Regions from separate parts of the Sus scrofa genome. Here region 2 is linked to region 1. A link is a contact called in public Hi-C data. All regions are on one chromosome and are shown on one strand. The core of a region is the stretch at or near the end of the contact, and the rest is flanking DNA. Distances in the headings are between cores, read along the strand shown.

The links. Hi-C and Micro-C count contacts between places; a contact is called where the count stands out from the background.
Region 2: a contact with region 1 is called in a Hi-C map of liver, with 6 times the contacts expected there. The contact joins the promoter of ZNF444 here to the promoter of PPP1R12C in region 1. A contact is called at or near these places in 1 of 5 promoter capture datasets (liver) and 5 of 47 Hi-C or Micro-C datasets (heart right ventricle, liver, mesenteric adipose tissue and 2 more).

The regions. Positions count from the first base shown.
Region 1 is chr6:59,345,604-59,348,656 of Sscrofa11.1, reverse strand. PPP1R12C (protein phosphatase 1 regulatory subunit 12C) reads left to right here and starts at 1,480. Exons shown (of 20, transcript XR_002344812.1): 1 at 1,480-1,913.
Region 2 is chr6:60,456,570-60,459,622 of Sscrofa11.1, reverse strand. It overlaps ZNF444 (zinc finger protein 444), which reads right to left and starts at 1,616. Exons shown (of 4, transcript XM_021095118.1): 1 at 1,505-1,616. LOC102159166 (a long non-coding RNA gene) reads left to right here. Exons shown (of 3, transcript XR_002344832.1): 1 at 1-530; 2 at 894-969; 3 at 1,524-1,608.

The DNA.
Region 1 (3,053 bases), core at 231-2,730:
GATTTGCAGTTTATTTCTTTGCACAGTCCCCCCAACCCACCCCCAAGGACCTCAGAGCCTGTATGTAGGCTGCTCTGACATTCCTTGGAAGAAAAAGAATCTCGCCTGTGTCTGCATTTCAGCACTTTTCTTTGCGATTTTTAGGGGTCTTTGTTCGGGTCTCAAAGTGCGTACCTCTTTCCCAATGAGGATTCAGGTGCAAGGTACTTAAGACGGGGATAGTTTTCTTTTTTCTTTTTTCTTTTCCTTTTGCTCTTTAGGTCCCCACCTTCAGCATATGTAAGTTCCCAGGCTAGGGGTTGAATGGGAGCTGCTGGCCTACCCCACAGCCATAACAACTCAGGGTCCGAGCTGCGTCTGCGACCTGCACCACAGCTCACGGCAACGCCGGATCCTCAATCCACTGAGCAAGGCCTGGAATCGAACACGCAAGCTAAGGTTCATTTCTTGCTTTATGGTGCTACGTACTAGCCCGCCACATCAACTAGAACGCCTCATCTGGACTACAAATCCCAGCATTGCTTGCGAGGATATAGAGCCCGGCCTACACTTCCCAGCGTGCTCCACGCCTCAGGGTGATTGCAATGGCAGAGAGGGCCAGTTTAAGGCTCTGCGGGCATTTTCATTTGTGGATCCTACCTCGCAGGTTCCCTTCCCGATGTGATCCAGGGGTTACTCGGGGACTCTGGACTTATCTTGCCCTCGAATCTTATTTCTTGGGGTGTTTGGGGGCTCTGCCTAGGACTACATTTCCCAGCGCGACCAGCGGCCCATTGTCATGACCTTTGTACCGCATACATAATTTCCCAGCATGCCCTGGGCGGTCACCCAGGAAGGCTTGCAATTTTCTTGATGATCCAAGGGTTGCGGACTCAATTTCCCATAGTATCCTGGTGTTTCCCACGACCTAGAGAATCCGTTCTCTCATTCATTCATTCATTCAAAAAACTATTTCCGATCGCGTTCTACTAGGTACTGGGAACAAGGAAAGCACACAACACAAAAATCCCGGTCTTCCTGGGGCTTATTTCTTGTTGAAGGGCGCGACAAACCCAAAGTAAATAAAGTACATGACATGAAAAAGGGGAAAACGGAAAACTTCTGTACTTTTCGGGTTGTCGAGTCCATTTCCTAGTAGGTCCCCGGGGGCCAGCCCTTCGTCACCTGGATGCTGCGAACGGCATTTCCTGCATGCCCTGGGGCCGACCTCCCGCCTGTAGACTCCACTTCCCAGCACGCCAATCAGATTTCCTTTTGACACCGCGGAGCTGCGAATTTCCCAGTGTGCCTCGGGGCGGGACTATTGCAGAGATCCATTTCCGTTTATGGACTCCACTTCCCAGAGTTCCCCGCGGTCCGCCCTCAGGCGGTTGCCGGTTGCCTCTCCAGCCTGTGGACTCCATTTCCCAGCGGGCCCCGAGTCGGCGTGGTGACGTCACGTGCCGGGCGGGGACCGGTAGATCCTCTGGCGGCGCGGGGCGGGACGCAATTCCCGGCGGCCCGGAGGAGGGCGGGCGTCGGCGACGCCTCGGAGCTGGTCGCTCGCTCGCTCGCTCGCTCGCTTCTTACCTGGCGGGCGAGCGGGCGGCGCGATGTCGGGCGAGGATGGCCCAGGGGCGGGCCCGGGGGCGGCGGCGGCGGCAGCCCGTGAGCGGCGGCGGGAGCAGTTGCGGCAGTGGGGGGCGCGGGCAGGCGCCGAGCCGGGCCCCGGGGAACGGCGCGCCCGTACCGTGCGCTTCGAGCGCGCCGCCGAGTTTCTGGCGGCCTGCGCGGGTGGCGACCTGGACGAGGCGCGCTTGATGCTGCGCGCGGCCGACCCCGACCCTGACGCCGAGCTGGACCCCTCCGCCCCGCCGCCAGCCCGCGCCGTGCTCGACTCCACCAACGCCGACGGCATCAGCGCCCTGCACCAGGTCAGCGCCCCCGCCCGGGCTCCGATCCGCCCTGGGTCTGCGCTGCCTCGAGCACCCTCCCTCCCAGTCCAGAGTCACCCTTGCCAGTCGTGGTCTGCACCGTCGATGCTGCCCCGGTCCTTTATCATCCCGTGCTGAGTCCTTTTCCCATCCCACCCACCTGGAGCTCCCCTCTTCCAGTCCTGAGCCACTTGAACTGGCCTGGTTTTTGCCATCCTGCGCTGCCCTCTCTCCGGACTCGAGCCACTGCTGAGGGCCTCAGGCCAGTCCATCCTCGTCTTGTCTCTTTCGCCCTGCTCTTTCCCCACCTTGAGCGCTCTTAACCAGCCTGGCCCGTGCCACCTCTACTCTGCCATCGAATGCTGCCCCACTTTCTCGAGTCCGCCACTTCTCCCAGCTTCACCGGTACCCACTGTTTCCCCTAGTCCAGGCAGGTACCACTTTCCCTGAGCGTCCTCCTCCTCTCTTCTGGGCCTGTGCTGCTTCTTTTCCCGCTCTCTGGCCTGGGCCGTTTCTTCGGCCAGCCCCCGAGCCTTCCATGCCCTTTCCTTCAGGTTTCTGCTCTTCATCCTTGGTCTCTGCCATCTGTTGCCATGTAAGGGTGCTCTTTCCTGAGCCATCGCCCTCAAGGCGCTCTGCTCCTCAAGTGGATGCTTCCCTCGCCTGGCTCACCTCCTGCTCTCTCTCCTGCCCCCTTCACCTGCGTGCCCTCCTCATTCTCCCTCTGTGCCACCTCTGGCCTTGCACTGTAGGCTCTCTCTTGGGGATGTTTCTCTTTCTCCACACACTTCTCTTTCACTCTGTCCTCTTGCTTTGTGTGGGCCTGCAGCGTTACCCTTTTTTCTGGGCACACTCAGAGCACCCTCCTCTTTCTGGTTCTGGGCCACCTGTCTGTCCTCGGGTCATCTTGCTCTCTCTGCCTGGATGCCCTCCTGTGGCTTTGGGCAGCTTCTCCCTCCTTCAGAGTGCACCGCCAGTTCTCCTAGGCCCGGTCACTTCCCCTTCCCAGGGGACCTAGAGCCCTGCTAGGTCCTCTCTCTCCACAACCTGGGCCCCCAAACCTTTCCAAAACACCTTGCTTTCTGCCTCCATTGGTCTTGTGTTCCAGAGCCAGAGTCACTATATGTCCCAGAACCAGGA
Region 2 (3,053 bases), core at 367-2,866, 1.1 Mb before region 1:
GCCCCTGGACGATGCCATCTCTCCATGGTGCGACCTTGGACTTGTGACTGGCCTTCCCTGGGCTTCCTTCGCCACCTGCAGTATAGGTCTAACAGTAGCTTTCCCAACAGGGATGCCAGGAGGATGAATCAGAAGGAAGCATTCAATGAAGACCTGCCTGTCTCCCCTGGGTTTCCTACCCTTACACTAGTGTTATGTGGGGCTGGATAACTGCGTTGTAAGAGCCATCCTACAATGTTTGGCAGCATCGCTGGCCTCTTAGCAACAGATGCCAGCAGTATCTCCGCAACTGTGACTCCAGACAGCGCTACAAGTCCCCTTGGGGATGGGGGGGTGGCACAGTCGCCCCTGGTTGAGAGCCACCGGCCCAATGGACAAATATTTACTCAGGGCAAAGGGCTCTGGAGCAAATCCCAGTTCTGCCACCTCCCAGCTCTTCGTCCTTGAACAAGGTACGACGCCTTTCACACAGAGTTGCCCTGCCCGGGGTGTAAAATGGGAAGAGGAGTCCTACTAACCCAAGAGTCGCGGTAAGAATTCAAGATGTGGGGAAAACAAAGATGCTGAGAACAACACTCGGCTGTGCTAACCAAGCCCCCAACCGGAGCGAACCTTTCCTGTTACTGTTACTTTGTGAGGTGCTGGGGATACCGCCATAAACAAAAACACCTGCATTACACCGAAGTTCGAGCTGGAATAAGGGTTAAACCAGGAAATAAAACTGGGTGACTGGGGCTGACAGGGAGGAGGGCAGCTTCAGATGATAACAAGAGCAAACACAGCCTTGAAGAGCTGCACGCCCACGAACCTAATCCCTTGCAACAAGCTAGGCGGGGGGGGGGGGGGGGGGAGCTCCATCGAGACAGAAACAAGGCAATTCGTCTCATCCGCAGGAATCTCACAACTCCATGAAAGTGCGACCGAACTTGTACGGACACGCACGAGGGGAGCCACCTGCACCCCGCCCGCGTGAGGACCACCCCCCCCGCCCCGCCCCGCCCCGAGCCCCTTTCCGCAAACCTCTCTGACCGGCTTGGTCCTGCGCCCCCAGACTCCATCGCAGGGCCCAGCCCACCCCCCTCGGCCCTCCCCCGCCCCCTCCCTCAGTTTCCAACTCTCCCCGGCGTTCTCCGCCTCCGGGGCCCACACCCCCTCCTCCTTCCGGGCCCTCCCCCTCCCGTCCGCGCTTCCCTCCCCCTCCCCCTTCATCCCGGCCCCCTTCTTATTCCCTCCCGCCAACTCTCCCGTCCCTCCCTCCTCCGGACCCCTTCTCCCCAAAGCTCGCCCAACTGCCCCCCTCCGATCCCTCCCTCCTTTCCTCCCTCGCTCACCTTACTCTCCCGGGCGAGGCCCCCCAAACCCCCTCGCCTCCTCGCACATGCGCACAGAGCTCATCAGAACTCCATGCCCCGGCAGGCTTTGCGCCAAACTCATCCGTCCCCCTCCCCTCAACACTCCCAGAGACCCAGGGATCTGTTCCCCTCAACGGCCCCGCCGGCCTCACCTAGAACTACATCTCCCAGGAAGGATCGCAACAACGGTGGCTTTCTATTGGCTCTCGCCGTGGCGACCCACTCACGCCCATCTCCGAATGGCTCCACAAGCACCAGAACTACATTTCCCAAGATGCACCGAAGCCCTCCCAGCGACCTATTGGCCCTCGCAAACATGGCCTCTCTTACCGCTCCAGGGTTTTTTGGACTACATTACCCAGAACGCACTGGGGCCTTCCCATTGGCCGGGGCCTTCCCATTGGCCGGGGCCTGGGCCCCAGGCATGCGCAAACGTGCCAGGATGAGCAGCCGGTGGGCGGAGAGGGGGAGGAGCTGTGGCGGCGTTTCCATGGAGACCGAAGGAGGCGCGGAGCGGCAGGCCCTCGGGAAATGAGGGCCCCCAGGCCCGAGGAGCGGGAGGGCGAGGAGGAGGGGCCCAGGCCAGAGTTCTGCACCAATCTGGGCCTACAGGGTGCGTCTCCTTGACAACGGGTCAGGTTTCACCCCTCCCCCATCCGGGCAGAACAAGTGAGTGAGGTGGGAGAAAGAAGCCGGATCGCGGTGTGAGGCTGCAGCCGGCTGGAGGGGAGTGTGTGGTTCGAGGGCGGACCCAGGCACCTTGCTCATCCCTTGGGAGAATGGCAGGCGGTTTCTGGCCTCCGTTTCCCCCGTGTGAGTCGGAAGGGTGCTGCCTGCACGTCCCCGACGCACCCTCGTAGGTCAGGGTCTCAATCTGCACGTCCCAGCAAGGGCAGGAACTCAGAAAAGATGAGTTACAGTTCGATGCACAGACAGTTCCAGGCCTGAGGACAACAGGAGCCGCTTGGACCTAAGGCTGTGATTGCCTCCTCCCCACCTCGTCTCCTCGGGGCAGGGTGAGAAGGAGACTCCCCCGCCCCCACCTTCTGGACTGATGTGCAGACAGGGTGTGACGGTGGCTGGCACATCACAAGCATTCATTAGCTGGACAAGAACTTTTCCCCTGGTTTCACAAGTGGTCAGTGGCTGAGTCAGAACCTCCTGTCCGAGACTGGGTGAAAGCCAACCCCCTCATTGTCACCCAACCTACCCTGGCCCACCTCTCTGCCCACCTTGCCTCTCCTGCCCAATGTGTTCCAGCCACACCGGAATCTTTGCTGCTCCAGGAACACGATGTTCTTGTTCCCACTCACATCCGATTGCCCACTTGACGTCTCCACTTGGATTTTTGAACAGGCATCTCAAACCATAAGGTGGGCAGAAGAGAATTTTTGCCCCTCCCCCCAGCAAAGAATCTTGCTTTTCCCCCAGTTTTCTACCATGTTAGATGATAAACCCATCATCCATACAAATGCCCACCCCAAACATGGAAGGGTCGCCTTTGATTTTCTTTTTCCATCACCCTCTTCCAGGGTGGGGATTCATGAGTGAATACATGCAAAGCACTTAGAACACTGCTTGGCAGAGAGTAAGGAGTCGGTCAATAAACATTAGCTCTTTTTTACCTACAGCTGAGTCACTAATAAAAACAAGCCCAAGGAGTTCCCTTCGTGGTTCAGCAGTAACTAACCCACCGGGATC